Linked DNA regions of Rattus norvegicus: all the other regions are linked to region 3. A link is a contact called in public Hi-C data. All regions are on one chromosome and are shown on one strand. The core of a region is the stretch at or near the end of the contact, and the rest is flanking DNA. Distances in the headings are between cores, read along the strand shown.

The links. Hi-C and Micro-C count contacts between places; a contact is called where the count stands out from the background.
Region 1: a contact with region 3 is called in a Hi-C map of Schwann cells, with 9 times the contacts expected there. The contact joins the enhancer-like site here to the promoter of Fes in region 3. A contact is called at or near these places in 5 of 12 Hi-C or Micro-C datasets (the A7r5 cell line, Schwann cells, frontal cortex and 2 more).
Region 2: a Hi-C map of the A7r5 cell line shows a contact between it and region 3, with 13 times the contacts expected there. The contact joins the enhancer-like site here to the promoter of Fes in region 3. A contact is called at or near these places in 10 of 12 Hi-C or Micro-C datasets (the A7r5 cell line, the Rat2 cell line, Schwann cells and 6 more).
Region 4: a contact with region 3 is called in a Hi-C map of liver, with 3 times the contacts expected there. The contact joins the promoter of Crtc3 here to the promoter of Fes in region 3. A contact is called at or near these places in 6 of 12 Hi-C or Micro-C datasets (Schwann cells, frontal cortex, kidney and 3 more).

The regions. Positions count from the first base shown.
Region 1 is chr1:144,108,097-144,110,845 of GRCr8, forward strand. Iqgap1 (IQ motif containing GTPase activating protein 1) reads right to left here. Exons shown (of 38, transcript NM_001108489.1): 26 at 2,583-2,749. Among named protein-coding and RNA genes, the nearest start is that of Crtc3, 45 kb to the left of the region's middle. Within about 2 kb of position 1,330, at least 3 of the 93 cell types and tissues checked have an H3K27ac peak or open chromatin away from gene starts, as enhancers often do. A contact at or near this core is called in Schwann cells, where this site is marked.
Region 2 is chr1:144,228,193-144,231,317 of GRCr8, forward strand. No RefSeq gene overlaps it. Among named protein-coding and RNA genes, the nearest start is that of Zscan2, 13 kb to the right of the region's middle. Within about 2 kb of position 1,444, at least 37 of the 93 cell types and tissues checked have an H3K27ac peak or open chromatin away from gene starts, as enhancers often do. A contact at or near this core is called in the A7r5 cell line, kidney and liver, where this site is marked.
Region 3 is chr1:143,754,715-143,757,430 of GRCr8, forward strand. It overlaps Fes (FES proto-oncogene, tyrosine kinase), which reads right to left and starts at 1,467. Exons shown (of 19, transcript NM_001108488.1): 1 at 1,343-1,467; 2 at 624-845; 3 at 342-515. The coding sequence starts at 836. It overlaps Furin (furin (paired basic amino acid cleaving enzyme)), which reads right to left. Exons shown (of 16, transcript NM_019331.2): 16 at 2,677-2,716. LOC102553801 (a long non-coding RNA gene) reads left to right here and starts at 1,555. Exons shown (of 2, transcript XR_350524.5): 1 at 1,555-1,689; 2 at 2,072-2,716.
Region 4 is chr1:144,062,922-144,065,663 of GRCr8, forward strand. It overlaps Crtc3 (CREB regulated transcription coactivator 3), which reads right to left and starts at 1,367. Exons shown (of 15, transcript NM_001427241.1): 1 at 1,060-1,367. The coding sequence starts at 1,191. It also overlaps the pseudogene LOC103691178.

The DNA.
Region 1 (2,749 bases), core at 80-2,579, 350 kb after region 3:
ACACAAGCCCTGGATTAAATCCTCAACAGCACATAAATCAGACTCTACAATTCATACTTGGGAGGCGGAGGCGAAGGATCTGAGTTCAAAGTCATCTTCAGGTACACAGGGTATTTAAGGCCAGACTGGAATACAGAAGGACTTGTCCAAAAGGAAAGAGAGGGAGGGACGCAGGGAGGGAGGAAGGAAGAGAGAGACAGACAGACAGACAGAGACAGACAGATTGGCATAGGAATGGCAGATGTGCTACAACATGGGCCTACATGTAACAAGAAGGAAATAAAGACAAGGAGCTGAAAGATAAAAAGAAATACAGGGAGGTTTCTGGTATTTTCAAGGTTAAAAAAGGAGCACTGATTTTCATAGATTATCCAAGTGCTCCCTAAATATAAAGTAGGTGACCTAGTAAGAGAGACAGGGAGATTTAGTATACAGAGGGGAGCAGAGGCAACCAGGGAGGCAGAGACTACAATCACAGGGCCACAAGCCAATCAGGGCCAAAGGCCACCAGAAATTGAAGAAGCCAAGGAACAGATGTTCCTTGCTGGCATCTTGATTGAGCCCCGTGATTGCTACTTCAAGGATTTTGATAAACTTCATCCGCTCCAGCTACCAGCGTGTGGCGAGTTGGGTATGGTCACCATGGTAAACTGAGATAAGCAGACAGGGGCATGACTGTCCTAGCATGCTGAATGAGATCCAGGACGGTATTTGTAATATATGATTAAGTACTGTGTGGGGAGGCTAAGGAGAAGGGAAAAGTGGGGACCTATGATGATTATATGTCAGGTGGCTTCACATACCTCACAGGTACTGGAATTAAAAAAGCATCAGGGGGCTGGGGATTTAGCTCAGTGGTAGAGCGTTTACCTAGGAAGCGCAAGGCCCTGGGTTTGGTCCCCAGCTCCGAAAAAAAGAACCAAAAAAAAAAAGCATCAGTTTCCATTTTGTGAAAATCAGGAAACACTACTTTCTTACAGACACTAACAAGAAAAAACTACTGAACTGGCTAGTAGAATTCAGATTTGTAAATGACCGATTGACTTAGTGACCTTGAGCAGTGTTCATGGGGCCGCTATCTAAGAATGGCCTGGGTGACAGGCCACACTTCCCAGACAGACAAAGGCAGTGAGCAGAGGCAGGTGGTGGAGCTGAGAGCTGAGCTGAGTGTTCAAGTCCCAGCACAGGAAAAAAAAAAAAAAAACCAAAAACACAGAAAAGTTTCCACGATGCCCAGAAAAGATCAGACTCCCAGTGTTAAGACTACAGAACACTCAACTCAATGGTGTGTCTTAACGCTTCAGAACACTTCGTGACTCATCTACAGTGACACATTTTTTGGTTTGGTTTGGTTTGGCTGAGAGAGGGTCTCGCTCATTCTGAATATCTGCCCCATCCTCCACAATGCTGGCTTTACACGCATGCACCACCATGTCATCGAATGGCAAGTGGTGCGAAAGCTACCCAGCACGCTTCCTGCCATCTAACCCGCCCTGGTGCACCGGAGTCCCACACATCTAGTCTCTGGGTCCTCCCCAACCTGAGTAACAGCAAGAGCAGCAGCATGGCTCTCTGAACTTTTGTTTTCCTGGCTTTACCAAATTTGATTGACTGACATGCCTTTGTTGTCTGTCTGTCTGTCTGTCTGTCTGTGGTAGATAGAGTTCACTATGGCCGACTCATCTCCCATAACTAATGTATTCCTGGTTAAGCTCTACCCAGGCACAGATCATGGTTCACCCTACCCACATCTTTTCCTCCTGATCCCAAATACACAGCCCTTCCCATCCAACTGCTCCAGTTACAGCCGGGTCTTTTCAAGTGCTAGGCCCTCTGCAGCAGGGCATTCCCCCAAAAAAGTCCCACCTCAGCGGATGGTTTCCCTAACTGCCTGTCAACATTAGCACTCTCCTGTACTCTGGTAGAATACCTTACAAAAGTTTTAAAGCCTTTCCATGGATGTAATTTTTATTTATCTGTTTGTTGTCTCTGTTCCCCAATAAGCTATGAAGGAGTAAGGCTTCAATAAATCTGCTTCAATTACTATTATAGTTATCATCATCATCATCATCGGAGGTGATGGTTCTCCTCACGTTTATGTGGACTCTGGAGATGAAATTCAGTTCTCCAGAATCACACAGGAAGAGCCTTACCTGTAGGGCTATGCTATCCATGCCTCACTCACTGTTATGTTTAATCCTACATGTATCTAACAGTGCTAGCATATAGCAGGCACTCAGTAAGTATTTGCTAAATAAGCGAATTATCAACTTAACAACTTACAGCATAGTTCTCAAAGGAAATGAGAGAGAGAGAGGGTGTGTGTGTGTGTGTGTGTGTGTGTGTGTGTGTGTGTGTGTGTGTGTTTTCTCTGTAGTCTATGCTGGCCCAGAACTCACTATGTAGCTAGGACTGAGCTTTCTGCCTCTAGACCTCTAGTGCTGAGTAAGACTGTGAACATGAGGCACCCACCTCATGCCTGGCAGGAAAAGTTGTTTGAAAAACCATTCCTTTGTAAATCGAAAGTAACTGCTTTTTGAAAAAGATACAGAAAACAGCAAACACACAAAATATCACCATACCTCGCTTCTCCTGTCTGAGACTCCATCTGATTAACCCAAGACTTGTAAATGTCCACGGGGTCGGTTTTGATGTTGAGAGACTTGTCATCCATAATTTCCTTCACAACAGGAGCCAAGATCTGCCGGAGGGCATTCTGGCCCCGGGCACCACGGTTGAAGCTTACAAC
Region 2 (3,125 bases), core at 194-2,693, 470 kb after region 3:
TACATTTCATAGTGAGCTCCATTTGCTGGGATTCCATAGAGAGAAATGCACCAAAAAACTTCTGGTAGTGTGCTGCAGCTTCTGTGGACTCAGGCTGACCGGCAGAGTGATGTCAGCTGAGACAGACTTAAATGCTGACGCAAGACACATACTGAGGCAAGACCTGTGGAGGGTGTGTGGTGTTTGGAGGGCACAAATAGAATGAAGGGCATCTTTGCTGATCTTTGCTTCCCTGAGAAAGGCACAGCTGAGAACTGTTCCTCCTGCTGACTGGAGCCAAGGCTGAGGCATGGCTGTCTCTGCTGGGTAGTGCCACTGCTGCGATTCATGTTTGCTATCCTGACTCTGCTGAACTGGGTTGCTGGTGTATCTGTGTATCTGTGAAGTGTGGGTGAATAGAGCTGCTGCTAACCTGTGAGCGGAACTGCCAATTTCCAGACAACACAGACGGGAGTTGCTCCAAAGAATCTAAACAGGTCCACTTCTGCGAACCTTTTCTTTTCCACCACATCTGGTGGGTGGTGGGCTACAATGGAGGTTAAAGCATTTAAGAACCATCATTAACGGGGCTGGGGATTTAGCTCAGTGGTAGAGCGCTTACCTAGGAAGTGCAAGGCCCTGGGTTCGGTCCCCAGCTCCGAAAAAAAAAAAGAACCAAAAAAAAAAAAAAAAGAACCATCATTAAAAATAGGATTTTAGGGGCTGGAGAGATGGCTCAGAGGTTAAGAGCACTGACTGTCTCACAACCATCTGTAATGGGATCCGATGCCCTCTTTGGATGTATCTGAAGAGATGGACGGTATACTCACATAAAAAAAATATATATAAAAAGAAAGATTAAAAAAATATAGGATTTGAAAAAATCAAAGTTATACATTCCTATTCAAACCAGCACACTGGTGTCATTCACCAGAGGCCATATTCTGAGTCTCTCCCTACATTCATTGCACAAAGGATTTATCATGGTTAAGGTATCAGGCCTTAGCTGAGAACCTCTACTCTAGGCCACTCTGCAGCTCCCTCCCTCCTTCCTTCCCTCTCTCCACACCCCTCCTTCAATAGGGTGCCTGGTATGTTGCCCTCAGACCCTTAGGCCCCACCCTTTAGGTAGGTGGAGCTAGAGAATACGTCCCCGCCTTACTATCCCCTTTCTCTGATGGTTTTGGATCCTAGTTACCAGGCGTCTGTACTGTACGGGTCTTGCCTTTTTCCACGGCGACTTCAGTGTACTTTTTTGTTCTGTTTCTACCACGCAAGCTCACGGGCCCTTCCCCTCCTCTGCTCCCCGCCTCCACAGGACAACCTCATCAGAAAATCCTTCCTTCTCAATCCTGCTCCATCCTTGCTCAGGCTCTCTAACCTCCCAGGGCCCGGAAGGGAGCACTCTGTGCTTGCCACCACCTCTTCCGCGTTCTTTCTACTCCTCCCCACCAGTCTGGACTCCCAAGTGTGCTCCTCGCCCGTGCTCCCGCTTAGTAGGCGGGATCTCCCCCATTCCTCTTATCCACCGGTTTCTTTCTCCGAGCAGGGGATTCCCCACATCTCCTTCTTCAGCTTTCAGGCTGCTCTATAAACTGGGACGGAGAGGTGTGACCGGCAAAAGCAGCTCCACCTAGTTCCATGCTCGGTTTCTTTCCTCCAGCTGGCTGGCCCACGGAGTGAGGAGACTGAGGAACTTGCAAAGGACGTAGTAAACGACGGTGATAGCGCCTGGGGCTAGCCAGCCCAAGGCGGATTTGTTTCTTGCCTCTTCCTCTTAGAGATCTGCCCCACGCCTAATACACGCATAAGAGCTTCCGCAGCACTGCAGGATTTCCTTCGCAAACATTCTGACCTTTAATTTGGACTTAGAACCTGAACACAAGGATCCCTCTGGCTTCACACTGGCTCCTCCAAAAGAAGCAGAGTGAAGGGAGGGTGGGGAATCACAGAAGCAGAAAGGCTGTACACTGTTTAACCTGGAAACTTGGAATTGTGTAGAAAACTGATTTTTTTTTTTTTCGGAGCTGGGGACCGAACCCAGGGCCTTGCGCTTCCTAGGTAAGCGCTCTACCACTGAGCTAAATCCCCAGCCAGAAAACTGATTTTTAGTCTTTTTTTTTTTTTTTTTTTTTTTTGGTCTTTTTTTCGGAGCTGGGGACCGAACCCAGGGCCTTGTGCTTCCTAGGCAAGCGCTCTACCACTGAGCTAAATCCCCAGCCCCGAAAACTGATTTTTAAATTCCAAGTTTTCCTTTCCCAGCCCTGGCTCCCAGAATGATGACTCTGAGACTAGTTATTATTAAATTCCTAGGCCATAAACTTTGGCTCATTCCCTGAGTAGCTCTTAACTTATTTCACCATTTAATCTATTCTATGCCTACCACTTGGTTAGTTACCTCTCCTTCAGTACCCGCTGGCTTCTTCCGCATCTCTCCTAGTTCCTCTACCGGGCTGGTTTACCTGTCTCCTCAGTGTGTCTCCCATCTCTTCTCCCGCATGGCACCCTCTTTTACCTCTTACTATTTCCCAGAATCCTCTCTCTAACTGTCAATGTCCCACCTCCCACTTCCTGCCTCAGATCATTGGCCATTGGCTTTTTATTGACAGGTGGTGCTTACAGAGAGTCTCTCTACAAATGTACATGACTTTCTTTCTCTTTTGTGTATCCAGGTACACTTGCCTATGCACTCACTCGCTCGTGAGGCCAGAGGTCAGAGGTCAATGTCAATGTAGCCCTCTATTGCTCCCCAGCTTACTTTTTAAGTCAGGATCTTTCATGGAACCTGGACCTCATCAACTGGCCAGACTGACTGGGCAGCAGGCCAAAGGGCTCTTTTTGTCCTGCCTCCACGCTGGGACTGCAGGCGTATGCCCATATCTAGTTGGTTTTTTTGGTTTGTTTTTGTTTTTGTTTTTACATGGGTGCTGGATCCCAGCTCAGGTCCTCATGCTTGATGTCGAGAATTTGTACTGACTAAGCTGTCTGCTCAATCCCTTCTCTCTGTCCTTTCTCAAACACGATTCTAGCTGTTCATTTTATTCTAATGGGGGACAGGGTCTCACAGTGTACCTGAGGCTGGCCTGAAGCTCTGACTTCTCCCTTCTCAGCGTCTGATGGTGTTTATGCCTAGGATGAATCTGAAT
Region 3 (2,716 bases), core at 217-2,716:
ACTGACCAGTGAATGGGGGAGGGAAGCACCCAGAGACAAAGCAGCTGCATATAACCCAGCCTGCAGCTGGAATTCAGACCTAAGCAGGATCCTGCCTCTGGGGCCCTGGGCGGAGTCACTCTAAGCCAAAGATACACTTGGCCATCCCAAGTCCCTCACTATGGATCAACAGGTTCTGTAGCAAGTTAGCCTAAGTTGTAAGAGGAAAGGCGGAAGCTGCAGCAGAGCCACACAGGCCATCCTGGAACTAGGCCTGCGGTCGGTCAGTGACTTCTGCTTCCCTAGGCACTCTTGTGCAAAACTGCGCCCGATTGTGAAAGAGTCCTTTGGTGCACACCTACCTTGGTGAGCTCCTGCTGCAGCTGCTGCCACTGCTCGTTGTAAGTCTTTCTCAGGTGCTGCCGCTCCCGGATCAGCACGCTCAGCTTGCTCAGGGGCCCTGAGTTCAGATCTTCTGCATGCTGCCGCAGTACCCGGCTCAAGTTCTCCGTCTGGCTTGTTATCTCTGCCCAGGACTATGGCACATTGTGGGATTGGGAAGCAGGAAGAACATGGCAATGGCCAGCAAGTGGGTTTGTAACATCTCCAACCCCACCTCTAAGGGGGAGTGCATGGCAGCTCACCTGGCTGACAGGGCTGTCAGGGCCACTGCTCCAGCTCTGGCCCCCGCTGTCTTGCAAGGACATGTGGTGAAGCAATCCTGCATATTCCCGGTCACTCTTGACCCTCTGCGCCATCCACTTCCTCATCCCTTCCAATAAACGAAGCTCAGCTTCTTGCATCTGTTGCACTGCCCCGTGGCCCTGGGGGCTGCACAGCTCTGAAGAGAAGCCCATAATGGTGTCCTGGGAACAGAAGCGGGGTCATTCAGTGGAGACAAAGAAGCAGCTGGAGATGGAAGAACAGGACCATGAGGCTAAGGGCTAGTAAGGCCCAAGAGGGCTAAGGGCGCAACATGGGTGGGGTCCTGCTCAGAAAAAAATATCAAGAGGTACAGACAGTAGCCTGGGATGGGGCCGGTCCCTCTGCTTCCGATGAACCAGACCAAGTCTCAGAGCCAGTGGTCCGGTTTCCAGGAACCAGACAGGAGATCCCTACTAGTGTCTTTCACTCACACCACGCCTGGATGTTACCAAACCCTGCACAGGGCCTTCAACAGTGCTGGACGGCGGCCTCAGGGAGCCACCGAAGAAATCCTGTTACTGGGCTTTCCTGCTCTTCCCAAGCTCCTAGCCCCACCCTCATCAGGTCTCAGGTTCCCAGAACACCCGCCTGGCCCCTTTCCGGTGCCCACCCCTGCCCGTGTCATACATAGATTCCTGGATCTCGAAGGTGGAGTTACCTTTCTTGGGCAGCTGCTCCTGGGACAGGTGGCAGTGGACCGACTAACAGCCCAGAATCTACCCGGCCAGTTCCTGATTCCTGCTTCCTCCTCCGTGGTTTCAGTTGCTGTAGGCCGCGGGGCGGGTCCACTGTAGGGAAGAGAGAGCACAGCCCACCCCCCATCCTGCTCCCCACTCTGCGTGCCCTGGGCCACAGCCTACAGCGACAGCTCAGCCACGGAAACGGAAGGGAGGAGGAGGCCGGCAAAGAATGGCCATGCGAAGAGTAGCTTGCGCACCAGGCACTCCCCAGGGTCCTGTGAACGCGGTGTAAAGAACCCAAAAATGCAGTGGGGATGGAATCAAGGTGAGGCCTCAGGCAAGGTGCTGGGTGCACCCAGGGTGTGGGGAGTCTGGGGACTCATGTGAACCCTGACAGCATGCTAGGGTGCCAGGGGGACCCAGGAGAGGAAGGAAGCCTAGTCCTGTCTCTCCTCTGGATTCCCTAAGGAGAGCTCAGGCGCCAGCCTCTATTTGCATATTAAATCTCCAAGTAAAAATCCAAAACAGAGGCTTGCTCCTCAGACACAGGTTCCGTTTTCTCTCGACGCCCGGGGCAGGGCTTTCAGTCTCAGTGGCAGCCTGGGCAGCACAGGGCATAGGACTGAGGAGAAATTATTTCCCCAAGAGGAACTCAGGTTCCCTCAGCCATTCAGTCCCGACTCGCTGTTTCTTTTCTTTTGAGAAAGGGTCCCTCTATGTGGTCCTGTCTGCCCTAGAACTTGCTGTGTACATGGGCTGGCCTCAAACTAGGAGATCCCCTACCTCTGCCTCTCAAATGCTGAGATTAAAGGTGAGTGTGCCCAGCTGTGACAAACCCCTGAACTGAAAGCAACTTGGGGAGAAAGGGGCTGTCTGGTTTAAGAGTCCATTGTGGGAAGTCAGGGGGCTGGACTGGAAACAGGAACCACAGGAGAACACTGCTCACTGCCCTCTTTGCTTTCATATACACCCCAGGACCCTTGCCTGTGGTAGCCACCCCAGTATGATAGGCCTTTCCTCAGCCACCAATCAAAATGCGGCACAGACTTGCCCACAGACCAATCCGATGGAGGCGAACTCTCAACTGAAGCTTCTCTTCCCAGGTGACACTGGCTGTGTCATAAAACCAAGCAGCACACAGATCCCTCACTCTGGCCCCCTTAGACTAGACCTCTTGGAGGCAGTTAGGCCTGTCTGCAGGCCGTCAAGACACCACTAAGCCAAACTGGCCCCTAGCTCCAACCCCTTCCCCCAGTTGAACACAGTGAAGGGTCCTGAGAAAAGGAAGAGCAACACACTGGAGACCAGGCTTGGTTTGCATAGTCTGCACGTTTAATCACTTTAAAACCTCT
Region 4 (2,742 bases), core at 117-2,616, 310 kb after region 3:
TGGTGACTGACATTCGAGATCGTTTCCAGCTCTCTTAATTTTTAAAGTAAGTCAATTTGGTTTATGCTATAGATTTATGTTAGTTTAGTTTATATTAAGTTTATGCTCAAAGAAAAAACTCCTGATTTAAACCCTGGCAACAGATTTTGGGTTTTTTTTTGTTTTTGTTTTTTTAAGTCCCAAAACAACACAGTGTTTGGTGGCCAAAATATAGTACGTCTGCACCTCAGGAAGCAGGGAAACAACCAGCTTGCAATCTGCTCTCACCCCCAGAATCTTCACAGCCTCCCCCATCTGACAATGTGCCTTCAAGGCCAGCACTCAGAATCCTCAAGGCTGCCCACACACGTTGACCCTCTGCGGTCTGCACCAGACACTCCTGCGCTCTCCATCCTCTGCGGTCCGCTCCAGTTGTCTAGCCTCCCAGGTGTTTGCCCCGACTCTCTCTTACTCATTCTTCTGAGTCCCTCCGTGGTCACCATCTGCGCTAGACACCCTGTCAGTTCTCACTAAATATCTGATGCTGAACAAATGCACCGGACCACGTAAAGCACCTCCAAGAGGCGAAAGTGGGAAAGCCACCGAATTACATCGTGGTACCAAGGCCCGCTGCCACTCAGGGGCCAGCCGTCGATTCACTTGTGAGTGCACCGAGCCTTCCCCTCGGGGACGATGTGCGACCCTCAAGCCCCCGAGGCCTTCCACGCAGAGAGCCAAGGGCTCGCTAGCGGTGGGTGTCCACTGAGAAGCCGCACCGCCCGAACCAGGCGCGCCTCGGTCCGGCCTCCGAGCTGCAGCTGCGTGCGATTTCCTCTCGGGGTCATCCTCCCGCTTAGGCCGCCCGGCCCCGCTGCCCGCCTCCCCGGACTCGGCCGTTTCCAGCTCACCGCACCGAAGGCCCGTCCACCGAGATCGCAAGCCGCATTTGGTGTCGCCAGGCCGGCAAGAACTGAGGCCGCGGCCCCCGCCCGTCCCCGCTGCCGACGCCTCCTCGGCCGGGCGACCTCTCTCCTGCCGCGCGGACCCACCCGCACCGCCCGCGCCAACCCCGAAGCTCACCCGGGACAGGGTGAGGTCGGTCATGAGCTGCTCGAAGGCCCGCGTCTCCTCGGCCTGCCGCTGCGTGTGCAGCGCGATCTTCTCACTGAACTTCCGCGGGTTGGCGCTGCCCGAGCCGGGCGAGGCGGCCATGGCGCGCGCCCCGCGCTAGCGGGCAAGGCAGACGGCAAGCGTGGGGTTCCAAGGCTCGGCCCACCCGCTCGGTCCGCAGGCCGTCCAAGCCGCCGCCCGAAGCCTGTCCTCCGGCGCGACCCGGCAGAGGAGCCGCCGCGGCCCCAGAGCCAGCAAGCGGCCGGGAGCGCGCCGAGGTCCGCCCCCGCGCGCCGGCCCCGCCCTCGGCGCGGCCCGCCCGGCCTCCGGGCCCCGAAGCCCGGCCTCCCCGCCGCGGAGCCGGGCCTCGGGCGAGCGGACCAAGGGCTGAGCCCGCTGTCCCCAGCCTGCTTCGGGACTTCTCACACCTACATCCCATCAGCAAAGCTAAGCCGCGCCTATGTGTGAAAGCCGCTGAGTACCACTCCCCACATCCCTCAGTGTGGATATGTACGTATGTACATGTGCGTGCAGACACCCACGGAGATCCCACTGGTCTAGGAACTAAACACCAGTCCTCTGCGAGAGCGGTATGTACTCTTAACTGAGCCATCTCTCCAGTCCCTTCAACTGTGTTTTATGTGTTTTAAAACAGCCTCATCAGGTTTCCCCTTTTCAGCCCAGAAGCGCTTCCAACATAATTGTACACCAACATGTCCTGGAGAGTGTTGAGCAGAGGACTGTGTTTTGTAAATTAGGACGCATTAGAGACATGCGGAGAAGTACAGAAAATAACATTAATAACGCCCACACACCTCATGATTAAACCATCAAAACATTTTTGCAGGGCCTGGAGATGGTGTTCAGCTGTAGAGCGCTTGTATGTCAAGCCTTAGGCCCTTGGGTTTGATTCCAGCACTGCAAATAAAATTTAAAAGGCATTTTGGGGCCAGCTAAATGACTCATGTAGAAGCAGATAACTGACTCCTGAAAATTGTCCTTTGACCTCCACACTCGGGCCGTGGCGAGCACATACCTAAATGCACACATACACATACAAAACTTTTTAAAAGTCATTTTGCTTCATATGCTTGGAGTTTATCTTTTTAAAAAGCCCCACCTCATTCTTCTTTGTCTCCATAAAAAGTAACTATGTTTATGGTGATGTCAATCATTACTGTTCTTATTTTTCAAAATTAACACATACTGATTGTGCTGTTCTCTCTTTGATTGTGAATGATTTATTAATCCAGTTACTCTGTGTGAAATAGGAAGTTTTATGTTTAAAATTTATATAGAAATGAGGCTATTATGGCAAATGCCTGTAATCCCAGCAGTTGGGAGTTGGAGGCAGGAGGATCAGTAGTTCAAGGTCCTTCTTGACTACATAATGAGAAGAAAGCCACCCTGAGCTATACAAACGCACAGGCATGCATGTGTGCTGACATCCGCCAAGCTGACTGGTGGCAGCCAGAGAACAGCTGGCAGAAGTGGGTTCTCTGCTTCTACTATTCAGGTTCCCTGCATCTTACTCAGGTTGGTGGCAGGCACCTTTACCGACCGAGGGAACTCACCAGTCTCTAGATTGTTTGGTTATAATTAGGCTTATGTGTCTGCTGTATGTGTTTAGTCTACTCACCATGCTTCTTTTCT